Regions from separate parts of the Mus musculus genome. Here all the other regions are linked to region 3. The links are chromatin contacts, called in public promoter capture Hi-C maps. All regions are on one chromosome and are shown on one strand. Each heading gives the region's core, a stretch centred on a gene start, on an enhancer-like site or on the middle of the called end of the contact. The rest is flanking DNA. Distances are from core to core; before and after follow the strand shown. Region 1 holds the start of B230307C23Rik (RIKEN cDNA B230307C23 gene). Region 2 holds the start of A630089N07Rik (RIKEN cDNA A630089N07 gene). Region 3 holds the start of Psmg1 (proteasome (prosome, macropain) assembly chaperone 1).

What was found. Promoter capture Hi-C pulls out the DNA fragments that hold promoters and counts their contacts.
Region 1: a contact with region 3 is called in a promoter capture Hi-C map of pre-B cells, with 3 times the contacts expected there. The contact joins the promoter of B230307C23Rik here to the promoter of Psmg1 in region 3. A contact is called at or near these places in 3 of 39 promoter capture datasets (erythroid cells, liver and pre-B cells) and 1 of 484 Hi-C or Micro-C datasets (B cells).
Region 2: a contact with region 3 is called in a promoter capture Hi-C map of erythroid cells, with 18 times the contacts expected there. The contact joins the promoter of A630089N07Rik here to the promoter of Psmg1 in region 3.

Annotation. Positions count from the first base shown.
Region 1 is chr16:97,995,645-97,998,621 of GRCm38.p6, forward strand. It overlaps B230307C23Rik (RIKEN cDNA B230307C23 gene), which reads left to right and starts at 1,692. Exons shown (of 4, transcript NM_001362093.2): 1 at 1,692-1,792. The coding sequence starts at 1,790. C030010L15Rik (a long non-coding RNA gene) reads right to left here. Exons shown (of 5, transcript XR_001781957.2): 3 at 2,053-2,143; 4 at 1,282-1,807.
Region 2 is chr16:98,080,750-98,083,802 of GRCm38.p6, forward strand. A630089N07Rik (RIKEN cDNA A630089N07 gene) reads right to left here and starts at 1,690. Exons shown (of 5, transcript NR_015491.1): 1 at 1,597-1,690.
Region 3 is chr16:95,989,614-95,992,676 of GRCm38.p6, forward strand. It overlaps Psmg1 (proteasome (prosome, macropain) assembly chaperone 1), which reads right to left and starts at 1,347. Exons shown (of 7, transcript NM_019537.3): 1 at 1,141-1,347. The coding sequence starts at 1,277. Brwd1 (bromodomain and WD repeat domain containing 1) reads right to left here. Exons shown (of 42, transcript NM_145125.3): 42 at 2,479-3,063.

The DNA of each region.
Region 1 (2,977 bases), core at 442-2,941, 2.0 Mb after region 3:
GACACACAGCAAATATAGTCCCAGAATTACTTCTTAAGTACACCAGTGTCCTGAAACAACATCAGTGACAGGTTCCTAAGTACAAAGTCCCAGAGGATGAAAAAGACATGAAAAGTAGAAGGCAGAAAGTTACAAAAGCTGGGGTGGGGAGGCCTTGCAGAAGCCTCTGTGTATGAATGTTTAGCTTCCCAGTGAGGAAGATGTGTTGGCTAACCATAGTGCTCCACTGGGTTTGTTATCTGGTTCCTGTTTGCCTTCCAGGGTTCACATACTTACCAGCTGAAAAGTAGCTGCAGTTTACCTAAGCCCAGCATGAAGGACTCAACCCAAGTGAAATTAGAGTATTTGGGGGTTTATTTGGGGGTAGCTCTCTAGTGGATTCAGTGATCCCAAGGAACCAGAGAGTTCACTAGTCCCAAGGAGGTCAGAGAAGTTATGGGATGGGAGTATAAGGAGCAGAGGTGGGGAGAAGGAGCTAGCAAGGCATGCAGGGGGGAGGGAGATGGAGAGGGAAGTGGAGGGAGGAGGGGGAAGGGCAGGAGAAGGAGGAAGGAGGAGGCAGAGAGAGAGAGAGAGAGAGAGAGAGAGAGAGAGAATGAAACAGAGAGACAAAGAGTACAAACTGTCAGGATTATATAGGAAGATCTTCTGGAGACAGGAAAGCTCAGGGTACAAGGTGGGGTCTGCCAACTTTGCTATGTAACAGGTGGAGACTGAGGAGAGCTGGGAGAACCTGGAGGTTCAGCTGTAACCTTCCCAGCCTTGAGCAGGCTAAGCAGACCTTGAACATTCATCTTGACAGGCCTTATCAAGCTGGATAGAGACATGTGTCTTGGCTGCAGTTGCAGGTTCCCATGGGAACTTAGCTGTTTTGGCTGCCTGTGCTGACCTTGTTCTACAACATATTCCAGCTAAAGAAGGGGATGGGTTTTGTGGTTTTTCCCTTTATAAACGTAAAGCCTATTATTAAACTTTGAGTCTTGATCAGAATCTTTGTCTTGACTTCATTCTTCTCTCGCGTACCCCCCACCCCCATCTTTTCATTTCCAGCACCCCTTTCAGGTAAACTCAGTTCTCCCGCGGCTGCTGGATGGCTCCACCCAGCCAGCTTTGGTGTGTTAAATATATGCAGATCAGAAGCTGGTCCCGGGTCTGAATCCCAACCGCAACAAAACTATTGTTTCCCCAAATCTCTTTTTAATCGTTAATATCCTGGGCACCCTTCCGCTTGTAGGACAGATTGATAACTCCACTGCAAGTTGAGCTATGCAAGCTAACTACCTTGATTCCAGGAGGAAGGCAAACAGTCTACTGAGTGAGGAAAGCTCAGGCTGAAAAGTCAAGGACTTGCTGAGCACGGGGTCAACTGTTCACATAGGGGAGGAGCAAGCGGCTGAGCAGTGATAGGTGCAGTGGTGGTTCCTCCCTGGGGCTGTGCGGGGAGACAGAAGGGTAGGCTATTGGAGGACCGGCACAAGTATTACAGAAATGAAAATCCCTGTAGATCTGGAAAAGGTCGTCCCTGGATTTGAAGCTTGGTCTGAGAACTTCTACACTGTGTGGCTTCAGCACACTCTAACTCTAAGGGAGGTGCTCGACTCACTCAAGACTTACTGGCCAATCAGAGCCTCCAGGCAGACCTGCGTGTCAGAAGAGAAGGCGGGTTTTCCGGGTGCGGTGGTGTCGGTTTCGCTTCCTGGTTGAGTGCTTGAATGGTTCTGTGTGCCGTGCTCCGTTTCCTGCGGTTGGATGCTGTGGATTGTGCACAGGCAAGCTCCGAAGTTGCGACATGGTAAGCACAGGGTCACTGCCAACAATGGGGAGAAGCAGGGGTCTCAGCAGCGCGAGCTGGTGTGGTGGGGCTTTCACAGGACTGAATGGGAATCGGCGGCCACGTGTGAGGTCCTAGCCACTTGGGGGACCCAGCTGTAGCCTCTGAATAACTTCACTGTGGGGGCTGCATCTGTGCAGAGCATTTGGCCTGTGTGTAGAAAGATCTTTGGCATGATCCCAAACTCAGAGAGTACTAGTTTCTGCAAGTTCTGTTCTTACCATTTGCCATTAAGGTGGACAATCCATTGGAGTTAATTTTGTGGAGGTTGTAAAAGACATCTCATGTGCTGGGTAGCAATCCAATATCAAGCTGTGATGTAAAAGTGCAGGATTAATGATCTAAAGGATTTACTAAAGCTTAGGAGATAGTAAGGCACTCCAAGTAGAATTTATCTGAGGGTGGACTGCATGTAAAACATCCCACAGATAGGTAATGTGCTAACTAGGGCTGTTAGAGATTAGGTTGCTAGGATACACAAGTTAATTCACCCGGATTGTCCAGAAATTGGGCACCAAACCATAACAAAGGAAACAAACTTGATTTACTACCATCCACTAGGTTCATCTTCATATCAAAGAGCAGGCCTCTAACAGGCTGGTCTATGGGGCCTTACAGGATCACAATCTACAGTAAGGCCTGGTGTGGCATAAAGGTTCAGTTTTCTTCTTGAGAAAAGCATAGTTCTGCCACATGGGTGAGATGATGCCTAGTGACAACCATGTGAGAAGGTAAAAAAGAAAACAAAACAAAACACTGTTGTATTGAGTGCTAAGTTACACTTTCCCTGAGGTTTCCATATATGGAGAATGACATAGCTCCTCATGAAACCCAGGAACATGCTTGGCAGAGCCAGTCACAGCTTGGGGCCTAGGCCTTGGGAGCTTTCCCTGAGGCTCTGGGTATAGAGATAAAACAGAGCTTCTTCTCTAAGACCTGGAATATGCTTGGGAGAGCTGGTAATAGTCTGGGGCCAGGGCCTTTGGGAGGGGTTGCTTCAGATTCTGAGAGCACAACTCTTCCCACCGTACGGGGTTGTGGTTATCAGTCCCAAGGCCATGAGAGACTTGGTCAGAAATTTTTTCAGATACACTGAGTTTCCCCTTGTGCAGCAACTATTTGATTAGACTTCTCCTGAGTGTGTCC
Region 2 (3,053 bases), core at 440-2,939, 2.1 Mb after region 3:
AAACAGTGCTGCACAAGGGCAACTCAGTGTTTCTCAAAAACATTTCTGACCAAATCTCTCATGGCCTTGGGAATGATAACCACAGCCCCATAGGGTAGGAAGTCTTGTTCTCAGAATCTGATTCAACCTCTCCCAAGCATATTCCTGGTTTTAGAAAAGGCCCTGGTTTTATCTCTATACCCAGGGCCTCAGGGTAAGCTGCCAAGGAGCCAGGTGAGTAGGCCCCAGGCTGTGACTGGCTCTGCCAAGCATGTTCCTGGGTTTTAGAAGGAGCTATATCATGCTCCAGACAGGGGAACCTCAGGGAAATTACAGTTTGATCACGCCAGCACTCAATAATGCAACAGTGTTTTCTTTTCTTTTCTTTTTACCCTTTTCACATGGTTGTCACTAAGTGTCATCTCGCCCATGTGGCATAAGTATGCTTTTTTCAAGCAGAAAACTGAACCTTTATGGCACACTAGGCCTTACTGTAGATTGTGATCCTGTAATGCCCCATTGAGCAGCTGGTTAGAGGCCTGCTCTTTCATATGGAGATGGGCCTAGTGGCTGCTTGTAAATCAAGTTTGTTTTCTTTATTATGGCTTGGAGCCATATTTCTGGGCAATCCTTGTGAACAAGCATGTGTATCCTAGCAACCTAAACTCTAATTGCCCTGGTTAGCACATTACTTATCTGTGAGATGTTTTACATGGAGTCCACCCTCAGATAAATTCTACTTGGAGTGCCTTACTATCTCCTAAGCTTTAGTAAATCCTTTACATCATCAATCCTGCACTTTTACATCACAGCTTGATATTGGATTGCTACCCAGCACATGAGATGTCTTTTACAACCTCCACAAAATTAACTCCAAATGGACTGTCCACCTTAATGTCAAATGCTAAGAACAGAACTTGCAGAAACTAGGACTCTCTGAGTTTGGGATCATGCCAAAGATCGTTCTACACACAGGCCAAATGCAGCCCCCACAGTGAAGTTATTCAGAGGCTACGGCTGGGTCCCGCGAGTGGCTAGGACCTCAGGGGACCTCACACGTGGCCGCCGATTCCCATTCAGTCCTGTGAAAGCCCCACCACACCAGCTCGCGCTGCTGAGACCCCTGCTTCTCCCCATTGTTGGCAGTGACCCTGTGCTCACCATGGCGCAACTTCGGAGCTTGCCTGAGCACAATCCACAGCATCCAGCGGCAGGACAAGGAGCACAGCACACAGGCCCATTCAAGCTGGCTCAGCTACTAAGTGAAACCCGCACCACGGCAACCGGAAAGCCCGCCTTCTCTTCTGACTGGCAGGTCCGCCTAAAGGCTCTGACTGGCCAGTAAGTCTGGAGCACCTCCGTTAGAGTTAAGAGTTAGCTGAAGGTACACAGTGTAGGTTCTCAGTCCAAGCTTCAAGGCCAGGACCCAACCTCTTCCAGATCTACAGGAATTTGCATTTCTGTAGTACTTGTGCCTATCCTCCAATAGCCTACCAATCTGTCCCCCCCGCACAGCGCCAGGGAGACCCCACCAGGAAGGCTGGCGGAGACCTGCCACTGCTCAGCCGCTTGCTCCTCCCCTATGTGGGCAGTGACCCTGTGCTCACGATGTCGCACCTTCGGAGCTTGCCTGAGCACAATCCACAGCATCCAGCGGCAGGACAAGGAGCACAGCACACAGGCTCATTCAAGTCTGCTCAGCAACTAAGTGAAATTCGCGCCAAGGCATCCGGAAAAACCCGCCTTCCCTTCTGACTGGCAAGTCAGCCTAAAGGATCTGATTGGCCAATAAGTCTTGAGTGACTCGAGCACCTCCCTTAAAGGTACATTGCGTAGAGATTCTCAGCCCAATTGAAGATTCTTCAAGTCCAATGCCTGACCTTTTCCAGATCTACAGGGATTTGCATTTCCATAGTACTGGTGCGGGTCCTCCAATAGCCTACTCTTCTGTCTCCCTGCACAGCCCCAGGGAGGCCCCATCAGGAAGGCAGCCGGAGATCTGCCACTACTCAGTGGCTTGCTCCTCCCCTATGTGGGCAGTGACCCTGTGCTCACCAGGTCCTGACTTCAGCCCCAGCTTCCCTAACTCACTAGGCTGTTTGACTTCTCCCTCCTGGAATTAAGGTAGGTAGCTTGCATAGCCCATTACTCAACTTGCAGGGGAGTTAGCAAACTGTCCCACAAGCGGAAAGGTGCCCAGGATATTAACTATTAGAGGGAGATTTGGGGTAACAATAGTTTATAGATATGAATAGGCTTATTAATTTCTGGTTTGTTATGTTCATAGTGTAATTAATTTTGATGCATTTGTGCCGTGGTGCAGCCCCAGCGTGAGGTATTTCTTCTTTCTTTTCGGTTCTTCTTGAGGCAACGGAGAGGTAAGAGCATAGGCGGAGGGTAAGGCTTTGTCTTAACAAAAATTTAGGGTTGCTGTATAATAAAAAGTTTACTTATCTAAGTCTAAGTTACTATGCTGTTGTACCTGACCTGCGTTCTGTGATCCTCTCAGGTCAGAAACTGCAGTTTCTGGCACTCAGCACCTCATCCTAAAACAGCAGATTAAGTAAAGAATTAATTGCTAGACCCTTTCCCCTGTTCTCCAGATGCCACTTGCTTTCGGGATAGGAGGATGTTTGGAGCTATAAACTTCTACTGAGCCAGGAGAAGTAAATAACACTCGCAGAAAGAAAAAACTTTTACATAAGCAAATATGCATAATCTCACATAAATTCATATTCAGCTTCATTCATGCTCACTTATTCATTTTCATTAGAAGCCAGATGGGCCCAGCTTTCATGCATTCTCACAATTACATACTTACACACACACATGCAGACATTCTCACAATTACATAATTACACACACATCCATATTTACATATGCATATGGAGCATAAGACCCAGCATGGTTGCAGAAAGAACTCACACATTCTAGATGAAAACTAAATGCACTCCAATCTGTATTACATAGAGAAAGAAAAGGCTTCTACCTTCTTAATGCTAAATGAATTAAACCCATGTTTGTAAGAAAAAATCTTTGTTTCTTTTAATAAGACTAAACCTGCCTTGTCCTTA
Region 3 (3,063 bases), core at 97-2,596:
AAAAGTGAACAAATATGACTGTGACCACCAGTTCACTGTAAGAGATGGTGATGGGCAGAATGACAGTCAGATTAAGAGATTAAGTGATAGGTGCTATATAGAGCTGGATGTATAAATAGATGGAAGACAGATGAGATCGATGGTAGACATGTTACTTATAGATATTTATATGGGTAGTAGAAAGGTGCTATATTTACATATACATGGATGGATAAATAGGTAGGTGATAGAAGACAGAGATGAGTGGATAGTTGGATGGATAGATGGTGTTAGATAAAATAATCAGTGTCCTTGGTGCCCTTGCAAATGGATAAAACACTTTCTTTTTATGAGTAAAACTACTAACAAACTTCATACTAGCCTGACACACACAATGCCAGCACCCACAAGCCAGACACAATGTAAAAAGACACTAAAAGCATCTCCAACACTCCAGCCCGCAAAATGCTGAATGTGACCAAGACTTCAAACAAACGTTCAAGCATTTAGCTGTGGCAAAAGTAAGCTAAGACTGACCATCAGACAAATCAGGGCTCTCGGGAAGAGTGTGAGAAGTGAGAGGGAGCTGTCAAATGAAACGAACTGCCAAAAGTGTCTGTCGTTGACACAATCACCGGGAAGTGTATTTTAAAAATCTAGGTGAATTTGACTGTGGACTGGTATGATACTGAAAACGTGTTATTAGCAAACGTGGGGTAGGGAAGGTGCTAAGTTGCCAACACAAACATGACGACCCAAGTTCTGATCCGAGAACCCGCCTAAAAGCTCAGAATGGAGGTACTGAAAAAATAGGAGAATCAACAAAGTTTAATTATGTGCATATTTTATGTGTGGGTTTGCTCTAGAGTACAAATAATTGAGACAGCATGCTTAGGAAGACGTGTGGGGAGTCCTAATCGGAAACTCGTAGGGGTGGTGGGAGAGGAAATGAATGTGGTAAAACCTTGACCAAGGAAGGGGCTGGCGTGACCTGACTTCTGTGTCTGAAAGTAGTTTTGAAAGAAATACGGCCGACATGCGGCGTGACCTAAAGTGCACGGTGGAGGGCGAGCATCGCTGGGCTGCCGACGTCCCAGCGTGAACGCAGGGCACCCTGCAGGCCGACACCGCCTGACGCTCGCAGCCTTCCGGGAGCCTGACCTCTTCCGCGCCAGCTGCCGCCGGACCTCCCGGTCCTCCGGCGTGTCCCGCCTGCTCTGCTCCTCCTCCTCTTCTTCCTCCTCAGTCCCAGCTCTGCACGGCGCCTTCACCACCTCGCCAAAGAACGTGGCAGCCATGGTCCCTCAGCTCCGCGCGGCCAGACAGCGCATGCGCGCCGGCCCGCAGTCACGCCCCCTCCAAGCCACGCCCCCACCCCGCCTCCGAGCGAGGATACGCCTTCCGTGGGGGGAGGGGGGAGAACCTAAGAGCTTCCGGTCCGCCGCGAGAAATGTCCCGCGGCGCGCTTCCGTCATCCTGTTAACCGGGGCACGCAGCGCCCGCTCCACACCCGGCGACCCTCCTGCAAGGACCCACCCGTGGAGGAAACCCAGAGCTGCGGGTGAAGCACAGACAGCTCCAGGGTTGATGACTGCAAGCGGATTCAGAGAACATGAGTGAGGCTGCAAGGCTAGGCTTTTTAAAACCTGGCCATATGTAACTCATAGACCGTGTTTTCTACTTTAATGACAGGAAGAATGTGTGTTTCTGGTTTGTGTGCTGGAAGACAAAGAGCTCCACCGAATGCTGCTCCCACGAGAAAAAGGGTAACTGGCACCTCAGTGGGAAATAAAAACACATTCTAGATTTGCTTGTGAGGAAATGGAGACTGCATTGCCCAGGGTAAAATGTTTGGGGATCAGAGGGTCCTTTAAAAATCAAAACTCTTGGAAAGTTGTTTAAAAATCTCTCACAATGTAGAAAAACGATGCTTCAAGTCTACTGGGAGGAAAAAGCATATCAATCTTAACATACATACTCACTGGTTAATAAAAAGCAGATGAATGCCGGGCAGTGGTGACACACACCTTTAATCCCAGCACCCGGGAGGCAGAGGCAGATGGATTTCTGAGTTCAAGGCCATCATGGTCTACAGAGGGAGCTCCAGGACATCCTTTGGCTACACAGAGAAACCCTGTCTAGAAAAACCAAAGAAATAAATAAAAAGCAGATGTATACCAACTAGAACACTTTGTGTGTAACTATAGCACACACACAAGATTCTCAGTGTGGTGTCTTTAAGACTCAGATTCCAGGGTTAGTAGAAGCGAGCTGAAGAGCAGATGTCCCTGGCTGTCTCTTTGCTGGTTTCTTAAGCGGATACTTTGCTGATAAAGATACTCGATTTGATTTCTCACTCACACATGAAAAAAGCACCAACAGAAATCTGAAGCGTGTTGGTAAATCATAGGGAAGTGGTGGCTTGTCGGCACACATTTGCAGGAGGGATTTTACTACAGTGTTACTCCATTCAGTCACAATAAAGAGACCAAACACTTTAAAGGGTAAATAAAAATATGTTCCAATTAAAGGCCAGAAAGGGATTCCATTATAAAAGGCTGGACAGGATCAGACAGCAAGATGTAACTTCAGATCTTCAATTCACACTGCCAAAATTCACAGGTCTTCATTAGACTGATATATTTTCATTTCATGGCATTTCTTGAGGATATAATTGCTCAATAAGTAATTCTATGACATTTGGGATTGGACATTTAAATTTTTCATTAAAGCTCAAAATAAATAAATAAATAAACCAAACCCATGCACCAAAGAGGAGGAAGGGAACTCTTCCTGTGCTTGTAGCAAGATGCTGAAGATTTCAGAGTGAGTTACAAAAAGACACACACTATGTTAGAATTCTGAGTTGTGTTTTTGTTTTAAGCAGGCATGCAACCACAAACAAGTTTCTCAAGTAATCTGGACACTTTGGCCATACATATAACTGAAAAAAATGTGCATTACTGTTAATGAAAAATACACACCCCTAGGTTCCATTGTTTTTTTGATTTATACATGCAAGTTATGCCTAATAGTCACAGCTATTTTTAATTGGAAAAACAAACTGTTGAAGACAAGTTTCTC